2 separate regions of the Mus musculus genome follow, and region 2 is linked to region 1. A link is a contact called in public Hi-C data. All regions are on one chromosome and are shown on one strand. The core of a region is the stretch at or near the end of the contact, and the rest is flanking DNA. Distances in the headings are between cores, read along the strand shown.

The links. A called contact is a pair of places that touch in the nucleus more often than the background predicts.
Region 2: a Hi-C map of the N1E-115 cell line shows a contact between it and region 1, with 2.8 times the contacts expected there. The contact joins two enhancer-like sites. A contact is called at or near these places in 1 of 484 Hi-C or Micro-C datasets (the N1E-115 cell line), 1 of 115 datasets of contacts at active chromatin or transcription factors (stem cell-derived neural progenitor cells) and 2 of 9 other capture datasets (adipose tissue and liver).

The regions. Positions count from the first base shown.
Region 1 is chr1:152,049,773-152,053,939 of GRCm38.p6, reverse strand. All of the region lies in intron 1 of 1700025G04Rik (RIKEN cDNA 1700025G04 gene), which reads left to right. Among named protein-coding and RNA genes, the nearest start is that of 1700025G04Rik, 38 kb to the left of the region's middle. Within about 2 kb of position 2,054, at least 10 of the 459 cell types and tissues checked have an H3K27ac peak or open chromatin away from gene starts, as enhancers often do. A contact at or near this core is called in the N1E-115 cell line, where this site is marked.
Region 2 is chr1:152,211,979-152,216,217 of GRCm38.p6, reverse strand. It overlaps Gm36920 (a long non-coding RNA gene), which reads left to right. Exons shown (of 8, transcript XR_001779484.1): 8 at 1,438-1,910. Among named protein-coding and RNA genes, the nearest start is that of Gm36920, 76 kb to the left of the region's middle. Within about 2 kb of position 1,632, at least 7 of the 459 cell types and tissues checked have an H3K27ac peak or open chromatin away from gene starts, as enhancers often do. A contact at or near this core is called in the N1E-115 cell line, where this site is marked.

The sequences.
Region 1 (4,167 bases), core at 805-3,304:
AGAGAAGCGAGGAAATAAATATCACATAGACCTTTAGCAGAACCTCCTACACGGGATAGAAATCCACTCCGCAGCAGCCCGTACAGATGGTCATCCAGATGATGCCTGAATCGCCCAGCAATGGGAAGTTCACTACCCCGTTAGGCATCTCTCTCTTCACCATCTCTCTTCTTCCCTCTTAACCATCCATGAATCCACCAGGAAGCCCCTTAGGAGACTAAGTACTGGGAGTGTGGAGCTGGTATCATAGTCTTGCCTTTGCGAATCTCACAATGGTTTTGTCCGTTACCGAGTAGTCCTGACGACAAGGGGCGTTTCTTTCCAGCATGGTCCTGAATCTGCTCATCTTGAACCTCTGCCTCATTTCCCCCTCATCGTGTGCCCTCAACTGCGTGTGCATCTTTCTTTCAAGTTCACAAACGTGTGTCAGGGAACTTTCTCTCTTCTCGGTGGGTAATCAGCTCCTTTATGGGAGACTCATAACTTTACAGATTTGTAAAGTTTAAGAAGTTCTGGAGCTGAGTGAGGCTTTGAAGTCACTGAGAACCTGTATCTCGGCCCTCGTCACTCTAGGGTGAGATTTGAGTCACAGATGAGTTGTGACTTGCCTCAGATCGTATAGCTGCCAAGTGACTAAACTAGGTCAAGAACTCAGGCTTCCCAGTGTCCAGACTTGCAAGGCTCTTAAGTTGTCTGCCTCGTAACCCCCTCCTAGATGTCCCACACATTTTTAATATCTCTCAAAAGTCTGGAAGCAGGAGCTGAGTGTCCTGATGCAGCTGTGTTCTGATCTGGATGGAGGACTGAGTTAGAGTCATAGAGGCCATCAGTGGGATGCTGCAGCATCATGACAACCCCAGGCCTGGCTAGTCTCATCCCGTTTCTCAGTGGACCCTGCGGGTGAGTTTGTTGGGCTAGTCTCAAGAAGGCAAAGCTGAACCTCATAGGAATCAAGTGCTTTCTAACCCTCGGCTGCTGAGCTAGTGTACGTGCTGGGAAGAAAGCGTTGGTTTCGATGTCAGTTCATCCTTCCAGAGTTTCTGAGAGCTCCAAATGGAGATGTACTAAGCGAAGCACAATATTTGTGACCCCGTGTTGAATGGCAAACGACAGATGCTTAGGCCTTTGTTCCTTGAGTGGGGCAGGTGCTTTCCAGGTTGTCCCGGCACTAGCTCTGTGGCCAAGGGTTAGAAAGCACTTCACCCCTATGCTGTTCAGGCTTCTTGAGAGGGGCTGGTTTTCTTGGCTGTGTCTTATGGCTCTGTCCTTTGTGGGTGGATGGTGGAGGGGGCAAGCTATATTCTTAGAAGTCAATCAAGATGTGAACTAGGCCAGTGCGTGTGGAGCCACTTGAAGACCAGCTCGTGGACGCTAATGCTAATCCTTCCTTCTGAAATAAGGATGAGGCCTGTCTTGCCTGTGAGTTCCTGCTGGATGTCTGTCCTGTGTGGTCACTTTCCTTAGGCTTTGTGTCTGTGAGGAGAGCCCTGCTTCCCCCTTTACCCCCCACCACACACCACACACACACACACACACACACACACACACACACACACACACACACACACTTTGTTACTAGCCTTTAAGGGCAAGGCCAAAGGCCACTTTTGAAAAACAACTCCTATTTTCTGGATTAGAATGAACTTTTCTTGCCAGTACTTGTTCTAGCAAGCGTGTTTACATGCTTATGTGGAAACCCTTATCACAGCCCCGTAAATGTTTGCATTACCCAGATATGCCCCCACAGCCCGAGAGTTCCTTGAGAACACAGGCCAAAAGAGGGGTTCAGTCTTACAACCCCCTCCTTTGCCTGATCCTGTAGAGAGGTCAGAGTATGCGTCAGTTGCATCTGGTGTTGAACATCCCTCCCAGATTCACGTCCTGGGCAGCTCTGCTGGTTTCCCTCTGGCGTCTTCCCCATCAAGATAAAGATCTTGGAAAGGACGGGGACCAAGGGCAGAGCCAAGGAAAAATGTGGCCTCGAGGAGTGCTTCCTCCACGTTATTATCAGAGCATGAATGAACTTGGTTGCTGTTATGTAATTGTGAACCCTCAGACCCGGTTGTGATTCTTGTCTTTCCATTCTGACTAAAAGGGCCAGGATTGATTGCTGCAGGGACTCTTCTAACACGGGGGGCCTTCTATCCCCGTATCTCTCAACCCCCCAGTTCTACACACACAGCCAATGTGGCCCCTCTCAGAGCCTGAATGATCTACTGCTCCCCTGCTGCTGTGATCCCTTCAGTTCCAGGCCCCATTGCAAAGGCTTGGACTTCTCCTTAGCCCGCCTTGTTGGTCTGGTATGCTTTGTTCCTGCCTCCTAGCCCTTTTCACCACCGAGCCTGACAAGCTTTCTTCTGGGACTGTCTTCTGCTAGCTTTAATTTTCTAACCCTGTCTTGATTCTTGGCTTTAGTGCTGTTTGGTTCCGGAAGTCTTGCCCGATGGCTTCTCTCACAGCATTCAGCACTATCCTTTCTTAACGCCGATCCATCTGTATGCTTCCTAATTCATTTAAGCCCTGTCTGTCCTCTTCTGTTGTTGTGTTAAATGCAAGGACCGTGGGAAGAAAACAATTTGCTGTGGATTAAGGTTCTAAAGGTCTAGATGTGCAGGTGAACAGGAAACTGATTGGCTATGCTCCAGACAAACCTAGGAAGCCGTGTAAGCTAACTGGAAATGGAGCAAGCTAAGGATTCTCCAAGCCCGTCCTTAGTGATGTCCTGCTTCCTTCTTCTAAAGGTTCCACAACTCCCTTACACATCAGCACCAACTGGGGACCACGTGTTCAAGCACATGAGCTGGATGGGGGACATTTCTCATTCAAAGAACAGCACTATCCCTTAGCTCCAAGTTTTCCCAGGAGAGGCCTTGTCTGTTTCCTAGCAAGACCTACTGTGTGCTCCTCACACAGTGGGCATGTCTCAGTTCCCCCATTCAAGTGGTCCTGAGGTCTGAGTATCTACCTGTTGACTTGGGTTCTTCACACAGATAAACCACTAGGGATATAACCTTTAGCCCAATGAGTGAATGGCCCTCTGGGAGTAGAGATGTTGGCTGAGGTATTCAAAGGGCTGGTACAGGTGTGTCAAGAACATTCTGTTTGAGCTGAGTTCGGCTTGTAACTTGCTATATAATGCTTCAGGTGTCAAGACTCTTGACACCCCAAGTGGACCAAACTCTTGCTGCTCCCTAACAGCTCTGTCAGAAGCAGGGTATATAAGTTAACTTGACATGATATTCTTAGTGAATCCCTGGGATTATAAAAATCTCTGCTAAAGTTCCGTTTTAGCTTTGACAGAAACCTGGCCACTGCCTTAGCTTTCTGAATCTATCCCCACTTGAAGAGAGAGAGAGAGAGAGAGAGAGAGAGAGAGAGAGAGAGAGAGAGAGAGAGAGAGAAGAAAGCTGACCTGTCAACTCGTGTTTGCAGCAGCTTTGTGAACTCTGTGTTTCCCCAAAGATTCCCACAGAGGCTCCGAGGGCGGGATCTCCTCCTCTGTCCTCTACTGCCTCCCACCCCTCTTAGATGTTTCTTGTTGTTTTCCCTTGTTCTTTTCACTGGCAAGCCAGGGAGGGAAGTATTTTAGGGTAGGAACCAGAGTGCCGAACCTGGAGGCCTGGCGGTCTCTTCAGCTGGGTGGCGGTGGGCAAGCCTTCCCTTCCATCTGTTGATAATAGAGTTGATATGAGCGAGCTATCTCTGTGCAGCTTGCTGCCCCAGGCCGCCCCACTTCCTGCTGTCACAACCTTCCAGCTGCAGAATACAGGCCGACAACTCTTCTGCAGCAGTTTAAGGCTTACATAGCGTCCCTTTCCCATCTCACCTGTCACCCTTGATGGCAAAGGTTGCCTTTCTTTTCCTTCAGCCTTCCTGCCTCTTTCTCCTAGCTTTGGCTTATTTTGGGGAGTGGCCACGCTAACTGTGTACAGACTTGGGTCAGACTTGGAAATGGCTTTGTCCCCCTCATTCAAAGCTCACTGACTTAACTAAAACGACATTGGGATGCTCAGATTTAAATTCTGCCCCAGCTAGCTGGCTTTGGGTAGGATCCTTCAGCTTCTTGAGTTCCCCTTCACCTTCCTTATCTATAAAATAGGAATGATAACAGACCCCACTTCTGCGGAGCCTGTGAGGAGTCAGTAGCCCAGAGGTCGGTCATTTAGT
Region 2 (4,239 bases), core at 383-2,882, 160 kb before region 1:
GACCAGGCTGGCCTCAAACTCAGAAATCCTCCTGCCTCTACCTCCCTAGTGCTGGGATTAAAGGCGTGCGCCACCACGCCCACGTTTTTTTATCCAGAGTCTTTACATCTCTCTCCAGAACTCTGCCTTCGCTCCATCTTTCCCTCTTTTCTTTGTCATGTCCTGACATTCTGTTTCAGTTTGATTCCACCCTTCAGGCTGTTTCACTACTACCACCACCAGTCCTCCCCCTGGCAGGGTTGTTCTAGGTCCTGACAAGTCTTCTCTAGCCATCTGCTAAGTCCCCTTTCCCTATGGTACTTCCACATAGTTTCATTCTCATGCATCCGTTGAAATGAAACTCAGGTAATAAAGTTCATGCCACAGGTCAAAGAAATGGCACTAAGAGCAGGTGCCATGTGTCCAGGTTATGTGGACACCAAGCTGTGTGTGTCCTGCAGAAGTGCCTGTGATAGGGCTCTTCCACTGTAACACCAATGGCTCCAAACTGGCTTTAAAAAAAAACAAAAAAAAAAACAAAAACAGAAACAAATCAGTTGGAACTCAAATGCTGAAGTCTTGAGTTTAGGGTCTTAAATCCAAACCATGAAGTTAATAATGAAACTCAGTCACATAAGAATCTAACACAACTCTATGTGTACAGATATCTCAGTAAGAACCGTCCTTGCAAGTAGAGACACTTATTTAATTCTGAGGACTGGAAATACCCTTCTAAGTTTCTTGCACATCTCTGAGATTTGGTAATCAGATATGAACACATTTTAATAATTGTAGAACAATTTCTAAGCATTGTTCAAAACTTAACACCACCACCACCACCACCACCACCACCACCACCACCACCACCACCACCACCACCATCTACAAAGTGATCCATCTAGATAATCCAATTTGGAGTCACTTCAGCCAGTATTTTTTTTTCTAAGAACTCTTCCCTGTCATTTCGAAACAATTATCTAAAAAAAAAAAAAAATCTATTTTAGAGACATAGTTAGAAATAATAGGAGTCAAGAAAGCTACCAGAAAGAACAGATTGTTACTTCTTATGAAAAACGAATGCTTTAAAAACTTTTTCTAGTCAAAATATTAACAAAAAAAATTGTCCAGCCTCAAGGAGTTGCACATGTCTCTGCCAGACATTTGTCTGCCAATGTTGATACAACTATTTGGGATCAGTATTGTACAAAAGAGAAAAAAATACAAAACGAAAACTTCATAACTCCATCAAGACAGTGTTGTTAAATGGAAGCTTGGATGAGTGGATGAATGGATGGATGGATAGAGAGAGAGAGAGATGGATAGATGGGTGGATGGGTGGATGGGTGGATTGCAGGTGGATACCCAATTAAACAAAAGAACTAAAATACTAACGGTGGAATTTAGGTGGTGTGTTTATGAGTGCTTACTGTAATTATTTCAATGTTTCTATACACTTAGAAAATTTCAAAACCAAGATGTGCATTTGAAAAGTGATGTTGAATCCTAAGGAGAAGGATGGATTGGGAGAGCTCACTGCTCACGCTGCAGAGATGGACAGACAAGGAGGGCATTCATGGCTCATGCTGCAGACAACTGGAGAGAATGCTATAAACCAGGCATGGCTGGGTAGGGCTGGCATCTCTCACTGCACAGAACAATGGCTGGACATGAGACAGACTCTGGGAGTGATTGCCAGAGATGAGTGATCAACACAGTGAGTGGAGGGTCAGTTCTTACCATGTGTTCCTCCAGGGCAGCCAGGGTCCCCACTCTCCTAATTCTCTAGCAGGGAGGGAAGAAAATGCTTTGAACTGTAAGCACGTTGTCTAGATTCTGTCCTTTACCTTTTGTGACAGGCTTAAAACTGTGTGTGTGCGTGTGTGCGTGTATGTGTGTGTGTGTGTGTGCACGAGTGCACCTGTGCTTGTGTGTGTGCGTGTTTGTGTGTGTGTGTGTGCATGTATGTGCATGTGTGCCTGTGTGCACACATGTGAGTACATGTGTACATACTTGTGTGTGTATGTGTGCAAGCTCTTCCCTTTTCTAGGAACAATCTTCCTGGATTTTCTAGGAACCTCAACTCTCCATCAGTTCATGTGGACTCAGAGTGCAGTCCTACTGGAAAAAGGCATGGACACATGACACTACCGAGGCCGGGGTGCACTCTCTCGGGTAACTTTGATCTTGAGTGATCAGCCTTGGATGGAAAACTGTTGGCACTGAAACCATGGAAGGCAGGAAGAATGCATGTAATAGTCGCTGCTGCTTTTAGACCTCTCTGTGTTTCTATAATTTAACTGAGGACTGTTTCCATTGCTTGGGAAGAACGCTGACAGGACTGAGGTAGTTCCCACTTATCTTGCCAGGGTTCAAATCCACAGTCTTGTATGTTCTAAGCATATGCTGTGCCACTGAGCTATAACTAACCCAACCTTTTATATAAGGTGACAAAGAAACAAGACAGAAAAATATTACTGAATTGTAGCTACATAGTCCTATATCTGAAGCTGATCGTGCAAGATAAATTGTTAAGCATGGTTTCCTTCACCCACATCAAAACCATGCTCTCCAGTCCTTCTTCTGGATTGGGGTTCTCATTTGTAATATTACTTGTTAAGACACTGTTACTGTTGAAGTTCAAAGACCTTAGCTTTGTCTGTGTTTGCCCAAATGTTCCTGCTTCATGTCTCAAGGGTCTGCTCTTTCTCTAGCCTCTCCACCTTAGTTTTTGAGACAGGATCTCTTACTGAATCCACAATTCTCCATTTCAGCTATATTGGCTTACCAGCAATCCCTAGGGATCCATAGCAAAACAGACATTGATGTCATAATTCTCGGACCCTAGATTGATCCTCTCCTCTAGGAAACATTTTCAAGATAGTCAGCAACTTTTGAGAACCTTCACACAGATTTTCTGCATTTTCTGTTTGTGTCCTGGCTAGACTTTCAACACTTTTAATTTATCTATTTATCCATGCATAACATTAATTATTGACAAAGACAGTCAGGTTACATCACAATATTAATACTTACCATTGTCACCATACCAACTAAGGTCCATAGCTAATTGATCTTCATCTTGCCTTCCATGTGCATGCATCCCAATCTCTGTTACTGTTAATAAGTTGAGTACCACATCATATATTATCTCCATGCTATTTTCCTATATCAAAGAGATTCAATGTATTCATTAAATATATTAGCAATTTGTATCAGTTTCCTGTTGATGCTGTGATCAATTACTACATATTACTGGCTTAGAACAACTCCCATTTATTATCCTATATAGCAAAAAAGTCACTAGGCAAAAACTAAAGTTTCATCCTTCTTGGAGTCCTTAGGGGTAATAAATATCCTTGATTTTTCCAGACACTGACTTCAGATGCTCGTGGTTCCTTTCTGCTTTCAAAGATGGGAATGGCTCTCAACCATTCTTCTAGAGCATCACTGATGCTATTGCTTCTAAACCCCTCTTCATTTTTAAGGACACCTTTGATTCTATGGCGCCTATCTGAAAAGCCAGGATAATCTATCTTTAAGTCAGCTAGTATCACTCTTAATTCCACATACAAACATAATCCCCCTTTCCATATAACATTGCATCTAGGTACAAGGATTAGGAGGTGAACATGTTTTAGAAGGCTATGATTCAACTTACCATAGAATATATTCCCACATTCCAGTTTAGAGGTCTTTTGTTTGTGTAGTCATTTTTAATGGCCTCATTTTATTCACCTGGGCCTTTTAAAACATATTTGGTTTTATTTGTAAATATGTATATGGATATGGGTAGGTGCACATGAGTGTAGGTGTCCATAGAGGCCAGAAGAGGGTGCCCTGGGAACTAGAGTTACAGGGGGTTTTGAGCTAACTGACATGGGCACTTGGACTTAAACATGGGTCACCTGTAAGAGAAGTGCAGTCTCTTAGTGGCTGAGCCAAGTGTTAGCCCTTTATCTGGATTTGCCAGAAAACAAGTGGGAAATTCCAACGGGATGATTGGAAAAGATGTAATCAGGGAAGAATTGCAAAGATGAAGCAAGGTAAAGAACATAGACAAAGTAATTTTTAAAAGTACCTTAGAGGCAATAATAGCAGCAAGGGGTAAGGAATGGAAAAACAGTTCTCAAAACTATTTAAGATGTGCAGACTTGAGACAAAGTCTACAACTAGTACCAAACCATGTCTGGAAGAGATGAAACCGGGGGAATAAAGTCACTCTCATTCTGACTTTAAGTCTCCTTCCAGATTTTCCATTGG